Linked DNA regions of Zea mays: region 1 is linked to region 2. The links are chromatin contacts, called in public Hi-C maps. All regions are on one chromosome and are shown on one strand. The core of a region is the stretch at or near the end of the contact, and the rest is flanking DNA. Distances in the headings are between cores, read along the strand shown. Region 1 holds the start of LOC100384660. Region 2 has its middle 16 kb from the start of LOC100216636.

Region 1 (3,936 bases), core at 1,408-3,907, 200 kb before region 2:
CACCAAGCTCCGAAGGAACTAATCCATACTTAGCTTCAATACCACATTTGCAGAGTACTGGATCAAATTTGACCTCTTCTGCCGCCCACCCCATGTATCTCTTTTCCTTTACCTCTGGCTCTGGCCAATGGGACAAAGGACCATACAACCACTCTCTGAAACGACACTTACGCCACCCGTATGGCTGCAAGAGAAAAAATTAGTAATTTATTGTAAATAAAAACTAGTTTATACATTTAGCGTATCAATGGGCTCACATAATCAATGTTCGGACAACAGAACTGCTTGTCATAGTCTTCGTCGATGACAGCACGGTCTCCACAATCGCATCGAGGCGGTGAGTCCATCCGTCTTTCTGTTGCTACCTCCTTCTCCTCATTCGTCATTGGTGGAGGATTCGGGGGAGGAGGTACCCAACGCTTAAAACGCTCATGACTGGTCTTTCCACTCAACCAATTAACGAAAAGAAGATATCGAGGGTCAAATTTATCAGGACCATCGATCCACTGGAAAAAGAAACACCTCTCATGTCCCTAAAATAATGGAAAGATGCACTATTACATATCTACAAAAAAATGAATGCGAACAAAATTAAGTGATAAGTCATAAGCTACGTACGTCCAAAGTGCCACAAAGGTAGTAGCAGCGAGCAGCCGTGTCTGGATGTTGTGATTGATGTACCCAAGCCAGTCTGCCACAGTCACAGTTAGGCACGGGGAGTTCAGGAGGAACAGGAGCATCCTTACTAGATACGTCTGGATATAACTCCCGAGGACGACCTCTCTTCTGCCACAACGCCTCTCGATACATGTCTTTCATCTAATAAACGATTATAATTATCACTTATACCTAATATGCTTTATAATAAGTTTACACAAACTAATAATCGAAATGATAATATAATAGGTGTATACAAATTATTAAACTAAAAACCTAATATACAAAACGAATCAGTTCGAAATCATACCTTGGTCTACGAAGTGAACCAACTCAAATCTTTGAATCCAGGAAATTTTTACGAAGTTTGGAAATGGGATGAAATGAGCTGCTCTTAGCCAGCCGCGCGGGCGTTTTTATAGGAATTCGTAGCTCGGCGCCAAGATCTGTGGCGCCGAGCTACGAGGCCGCGCCGCCGCCACGTCAGCGCCAGGTCAGCCCTGGACGCAGCTAGCCGTTGCGGCCACGTCACAGCTCGGCGCCATAGGCTGTGGCGCCGAGCTGTGTTACCTCGGCGCCATAGGCTATGACGCCGAGCTAAGGGTACAAAACTGCATTTAAAATTTTTTTAGGTCTAAACGTGAATTTATTTCTGTTTAAGGGCTAAAATACAAAAAATTCGGCCGATGGGGTCGCGCGCCGCCCACCACCGATCCCGTGCAGTGAGCCGCGTTCCGTCGTGGCCGATCTGGGCGCCTTACACGTACGTCGACGTCGGTCCAGCACCCGGGGACCAGCAGGGTGTTTTCGCCCCCGCGTGAAAGGCACACAGCTCTTGCGGCCGGCCAGGGGGCGCGTTGAAACGGAGCAAAAGAATCGCGAGGTGTTGCATGCATGTTACCGCTACCGCGCGGGAAACGGCGACGTCGCTGTGTGAGTGTGAAGCTGCCATGACCGGGGAACGCGATGGCAGACAGATGGATCGCTGTCGTCTCAAGTTGGGGGAGGAGTCGCATCAGGATTGCGGCAGCCCACGGCAAGCAGCAGGAAGCCGTACGTACAGCGGGCCGGGCCGGGTGGCTTTCAGAGCTCAGGCATGCATGCTTTATTTGTGGCAATGCCTGTGTTTCCGACAATAATGGCAGATGTGAACACTCTCCCGTCTCTTGGAGGATGGAGCGAGCGAGTCACGGGGGCGTAAAGGTGACTTTCCGATGTTTTGTTTCGTCAGAAACTGGAAAACAGGTTGATTAGCTCGCTTATATATCATGCTTTGACATGTCAATTAAAAAAAAAAGACCTCGCTGCAATTCAGAGCCATTGCTTGTGAGGCCAAATCTTCTTCCTTATTAATGTAAAGTTATAAACCTTATGTGCCTGATTCGCTACAAAAACAAACCTCTTCTGTGGGCCGCTTATGTATGCATGGCCTACTATATATATATCAGATTCAGATGTCAACAGGTACAGACACTTCTTTATTTCTTTCCAAAGTAGTATATATGCATATATACTTTTAATGGCCGCCAAAGAAAACTACGATGCATTAAGCCAACAGATTACAGTCACTGCATTCCTATTTCTCCTACTAAAAACTAAGGAAACGAAAGTAGCTCTAACCACCGTAGTAAGGCCCTGTTTGGGAGAGCTCCACTTCAAGAATTTCAATTTCGTTTGAACTTCTTCAACCCAAACAGGTCCAGCTCCACGAGCTTTAGTTTTAAAAAAAATCGAAACTAGAGGCCCGTTTCATGAAATTCATGAAGCTCCTTAGAGGGTGCTTCAAAAACACTGTTTTTATATCTCCTCATGAAGCTGTACGAAAATTACCCACCATGCCACTGGTTACGCAACATACAACTTCCGTTCTCTCTGGCGACAACCCACTAATCATCAAGGGTAATCAAGGAAACCCACACAAATCAATTGTACTATAGAAGTTGGAGTCCATATACAAACCAAACGCTTCTGGAACTCACCTTAACAATTTGCTGGAGTTGTTTTATAGTGAAATTGGAAAACCAAAGCTGAAGTTTTTGAAGCAAAACTCTCTCAAACAGGCCCTAACAGTCGCATTGCGAGACTGACAAGTAAAGTGTGCATTGACACAAGAAATACATGAGTTGGACCACTGAACACCACATACTACTAGGCATGTGTTCACCTAACCTAAATAGTTAGTCACCTATAGTTTAGCCGTTTATTCAGGGCAGGCTAAACGCCCGATCAAACGGGATGACCGATGGACAAAATAGATACAATATACTAGCATTTAAATGGATTAAGAGCAGTCATCTAACAGAGGAGAGAGGACTAGAGGAGCTCATCCAAAATACGCCGAGTATCCGTTGGTTTGCCGACGAGCTAGGAAGACTGGCGAGCGCGCGGAATTCTCTGGAGTACACGTTCGACCTATTCCATACATGAATTCAGAGAACGTGTGTCCGTTCCGTTGTGTTGGCACACAATTCTCGAAGCGCAAGGCTTGGACACGAACTCATCCATCTAAAATTATTCTCGATTTCGAGCATGCCTCATGGCAAGCGACACCGCCGGCCTCTAGGAGGATACTAGGAATCTAGGATGTCACACAAATCTGAACGTCATCTCGGCGTCCCGCTGCCCTGTATGGCAGTTTCACTGGGCCGCCGGTGGCGGCGACAGCAGCGATGGCTTGCATGTGTAGGAGCACCAGCACGCGTCGCGAAGGCACACGCCATTGCCCTTGAGCTTGATGAAGCAGTTGTCGTGGCACGCCTTGTGGTTGCGGACGCAGCCGCTGTCGGCGAGGATCTTCACACACGTGTTCTCTGTCGTCGTCGGGAACTCCTCCAAGCTCGGCGCCGGCGCCGGCACCGTGCAGATCCCTGCAGGGAGAAATGGAGATCAGATCACTATACGGTATTGTCACCAGCAGTCCTGCTTATGGGTAGTTACCTGTCGACAGCACCGCCATCACCATGGCAAGGACGAGGAGCACTGCTTTGTTGTAGGTTCTCATGGTCATGACAGACCGGTGTGGTGATCCTAGTTCGGGATGCACACGTTAGATAGTTATTGATAATTCTGGATTTCTGATGATCTGCTCGGTTGAATTGGGGCAGTTTTATAGTGTAAATTCAAGATCTGATATCACTATTTTCTTAACTGGTTTCATTCAGATAATCGGCTTGTAGTAACTGGTTGCGAGATTCCCGTAAAACTTGAAACGTTCCAGCAATTTTCCCTTTTTTTGAGAATAACGTTCCAGCAAACTGTGGTTCTTGTCGATAGGCTTAT
Region 2 (3,572 bases), core at 1,004-3,503:
GCGAGGCCGTGCGAGCGATCATCATGCATTGGCTCAGACAGACAGACAGATAGACAGCACCACATAGCGAAACTCTGCCAATACAATGATGATGTGCCTTGACCCGTCAGCCAAGGGAAAACAGAGATATATACTTACTGTGCTGCCCCCCTCCGTCCAAAAAATAAATAAATCGTAGGGTCGTTTTACAGAGAATTTAAAGTAAACATAATAAATGATGCATGTTAGTGGTATATCTCACGTTTTGACGGGTTAGTTTTTTAGAGAGAAATTTTTTTTGGCTGAACATAATAGAAATAAGACTGGCATCCACAATACGTAAAAAATAATGCGTTGTCCAATGCACACATGCGCCTCAGCGGGCAGCGTGGAGCTGGAGGGAACAGGGAAGGGAGGCCACTAGGAGAGTAGGAGGGCGTTCTTTTGGCCGTGACAGATGAGGGCAGGCAAAGGCATGCACGCCGCTAGCGATCCACTGCGTAATCACAGGTATGAGGCTTTGGAACTGTTCTTAGAAGCCCACGTTTCTCTCTCTCTCTCTCTCTCTCTTCAGATGAAACTTGGAAGCACATGATTCAAGCATGCCCGGCATGCATCATGCATGCAGGCGAAAAGGGCCACTACTAGTCGTTACCCATTCCTGCTACGGCCAACGAAAACACCCAGAGAGAGAGAGAGAGAGCAACTAGCCAACCGCGAACAGGATCCACATCCACCGTGAGTACGTGCGGCTCCAAACCCTGCAGCTACCTCATTTTGACCTCGGTTTCCCTTCCCTCTGTCTGGTCTGGGCTCTGCTTGCTACGCTACGCCAGATGAAATGGAATGGAAACGAGCAAGGGAAGGGACCGGGAAGCGAGTAGAGAGAAACCGCATCACCCCAGGTCCCACTCCCAGCTGGAGCGGCAACGCAAACATGACTGTCACTGTTGGCTGTCACTGTTGGCTGTTGCCTTGCCTCGCGGCGTCTCCTACTCTCCTCTGCAGCAGCAGTCCTCTTTCTCTCTCTCTCTCTCCCTTCCATGACGAGTCAAAGAAGCGGTCAGTCAGATGCGATGGCGCGCAGGCCTACCCACCTGGCTGTTTCGCAGAACTGATGCATGGCATACGTTCAGTGACTGCACGCCTGCGCCCCATGTCGTCGCCCGGTCCGGACGTCCTCCCCTAACCCAGGCAGCAGCAGGCTCCCAGCCAGCGTTCGCCTCGCTGAGACGCTGACGCCTGCACCTGCACCTGCACCTGCCGCGCCCGCTGGCTGGCTGGTCAGGCTGTGACTGCCAGTCACCTCTCCCTCTCCCCCCCCCCCTCTGGCACGGATCAGGCATCAGGACCGGTCACTTGCTGCCGCTGCCTCCTGCAGCGCGCATGCATGCCTTTCACTGCAGTCTGCACGCTACGCTTCCGGGCTCCGGCTGGTCCGGTCAGCCGTCAGCCAGTGGGCATGCAGTGCAAGCGTGCTGCTTGTCAAGTTGTCATGCACGGACGCTGCCACAGCGCGTCGGGGAGGAGGAGGAGACGCAGACGCTCCCATTATACCCCCTCCCACTTTTGCTTGCTGCCGTGCCTGTGGCCTGTTTGTTGTAAATGGAGATGCCGTGGTTGGTTGGTTGGTTGGCTGCTGCCTGCTGGTGTTGGGCTAGTGGGGAGCGTATAGCGACCCAAACCACTTTTATTACATGCGTTCACAAGCGTCTTTGGAAACACTGGAACGCGCATGCAATGCAATGCAATGCAACCGAGAGATCGGTGGCGGATGAGTTGGCGCGGCGCAGCTCGAGCACGAGCGAGGGGGGGACGACGATAGTGTCAGTGTGGGGGCCTGTCGGCACCCCAGGAGCAGGGTGCATGCATCGTCTGATGACTCGCCGTATCAGCGGCATTCAGCCATTGGCCGCTCCGGCGGGTTTGATGTCCAGGACCTATGCCCGAGGACCACGAGGCACCCATTGTCCCATCGTCTCTGGACGCACGTAGAGAAAGACCGTGATCTAGATTCTACATGCAATCTAAGCAGCTGGTTCGCAACGGCCGGCCGCGACACTGGTTGGTGCGGCGTAATGCGCCGTGCGCGGCCATACGTGCGTGCCGGTGTATGCCCACCACAGGCCACAGCTGACACCCCCTACCGCAGAGGATCCGCGGTCTTCGTCGCCTTCCGCCGGGCTCGCCAGGGCGACGTCTGGCCGGTGGGATGGGAGCGAGCCGCGCTGCGGCAGTAGCATCAGGAGGCAGTCGTGTCGGGCAGGCAGGCAGGGCAGCGCCTTTCCAGGCGCAGCTCGCGCTCGTCAGGAGTCTCACACAAGGTGGGGTAGCACGGTCACGGGCCACGGCGTCGGCGGTCTTTCTCGAGTCGTTCTCGTTCCCCATCGCACTGCCCCCTGCCTGCCTGCCTCTCGCTTTGTAGCGCTGTCTGCGGCATGGCGACCCTGCCCAGCAGCACATGCAGCGGCTGAGCCGGAAGGGGCGGTCAGAAAGACTGCAGCCTGCAGGGCAGGGTGAGGGACAGACAGACGGGCAGTGTGACGACCACTGGTTGAATGAATGAAAGAACAGCTTGTTCGCTGCGGCTTGCTGCGGCTGCAATCTGGCTGCGGCTGCGGCTTCTACAGTATTTTTCTCTCTATGGATTGCAGCTGCAGCAATCCAAACAGCTGCAACAGTGTCGGCTTGCAGCCAGCCGAACACGCCCGAAAGCGCTTGCTGGTGCAGGTCCTGGTACTTGTGGCAGGCACATTCACTGCGCGCCTGCCACCCCCCGCAAGCGCAAGGTCCTTTCCCTGTGCGCACGCACGAACGCGAACTGTAGCAGCCCACGGCGGGACCTGGAGTCCTGGACGGCTGGCTCCAAGCGCTCAACGTCTCCCGTCCCGCCGTCCCCGCGTTGGCGTTGCGTCGCAGGATGCAGATTCCAAAACCTCCGGTCAAAAGTGCCATTCCGGCCAAACCATGGCTGCTGCTGATGAAGCAGCAGGCTTTGGAGGATGATTAGTCACTGTCCTAAGAGAAGGACGGGCCCTGGCCTAGAGGATACGTCCAGTTTGGGCTTTCTGTCTGAATCTGTCCAGCTTTTGCCGTGAGCGAACTCAGGGCTAAGGAGCTCGGAAACCAAACTCTTCTTTCGACGCTACCAGCCTACAGCACCTTGCCTACTGTAGCCGAAAGAATGGCAATGCTGCATAAAGTTCGTCTGGAAATTCACTATGCCAATGACTTTCCTCCTGAACGTTGTGGATTTGCGAAATCGGATCATCACCATCATCATTAAGACAGAGAAGATGCTCTTTGACACTGCTTTGCCACGGTATAGCTTTTAGGTTCCTTAACATATTGCTCCATTCTAAAGTAGTTGACGTTCAAGTTTCTCAAAACCATTTTTTTCTTTAACCAAATATAACATATGATAGCGTGAGCTAATATATATATATTAGAAAGGGATCTTGCTCTGTTAGGTAGGTCCCTTGGGTTAGGGTAGTAGACGACAGCACAGACGACATGTTGCCATGCGCGCCTCGACCTTGTTTTGGTTAGTTGATTGTATTAAACAACGATCTGCTTCCTATTATATTTCCTTG

What was found. Hi-C and Micro-C count contacts between places; a contact is called where the count stands out from the background.
Region 1: a Hi-C map of root tip shows a contact between it and region 2, with 4 times the contacts expected there. The contact joins the promoter of LOC100384660 here to the enhancer-like site in region 2. A contact is called at or near these places in 2 of 25 Hi-C or Micro-C datasets (root tip and tassel).

What each region holds. Positions count from the first base shown.
Region 1 is chr4:182,305,388-182,309,323 of Zm-B73-REFERENCE-NAM-5.0, reverse strand. LOC100384660 reads left to right here and starts at 2,657. Exons shown (of 2, transcript XM_008679477.4): 1 at 2,657-3,526; 2 at 3,591-3,782. The coding sequence starts at 3,241. The coding sequence ends at 3,682.
Region 2 is chr4:182,104,547-182,108,118 of Zm-B73-REFERENCE-NAM-5.0, reverse strand. No RefSeq gene overlaps it. Among protein-coding and RNA genes, the nearest start is that of LOC100216636, 16 kb to the right of the region's middle. Within about 2 kb of position 2,253, at least 14 of the 20 cell types and tissues checked have an H3K27ac peak or open chromatin away from gene starts, as enhancers often do. A contact at or near this core is called in root tip and tassel, where this site is marked.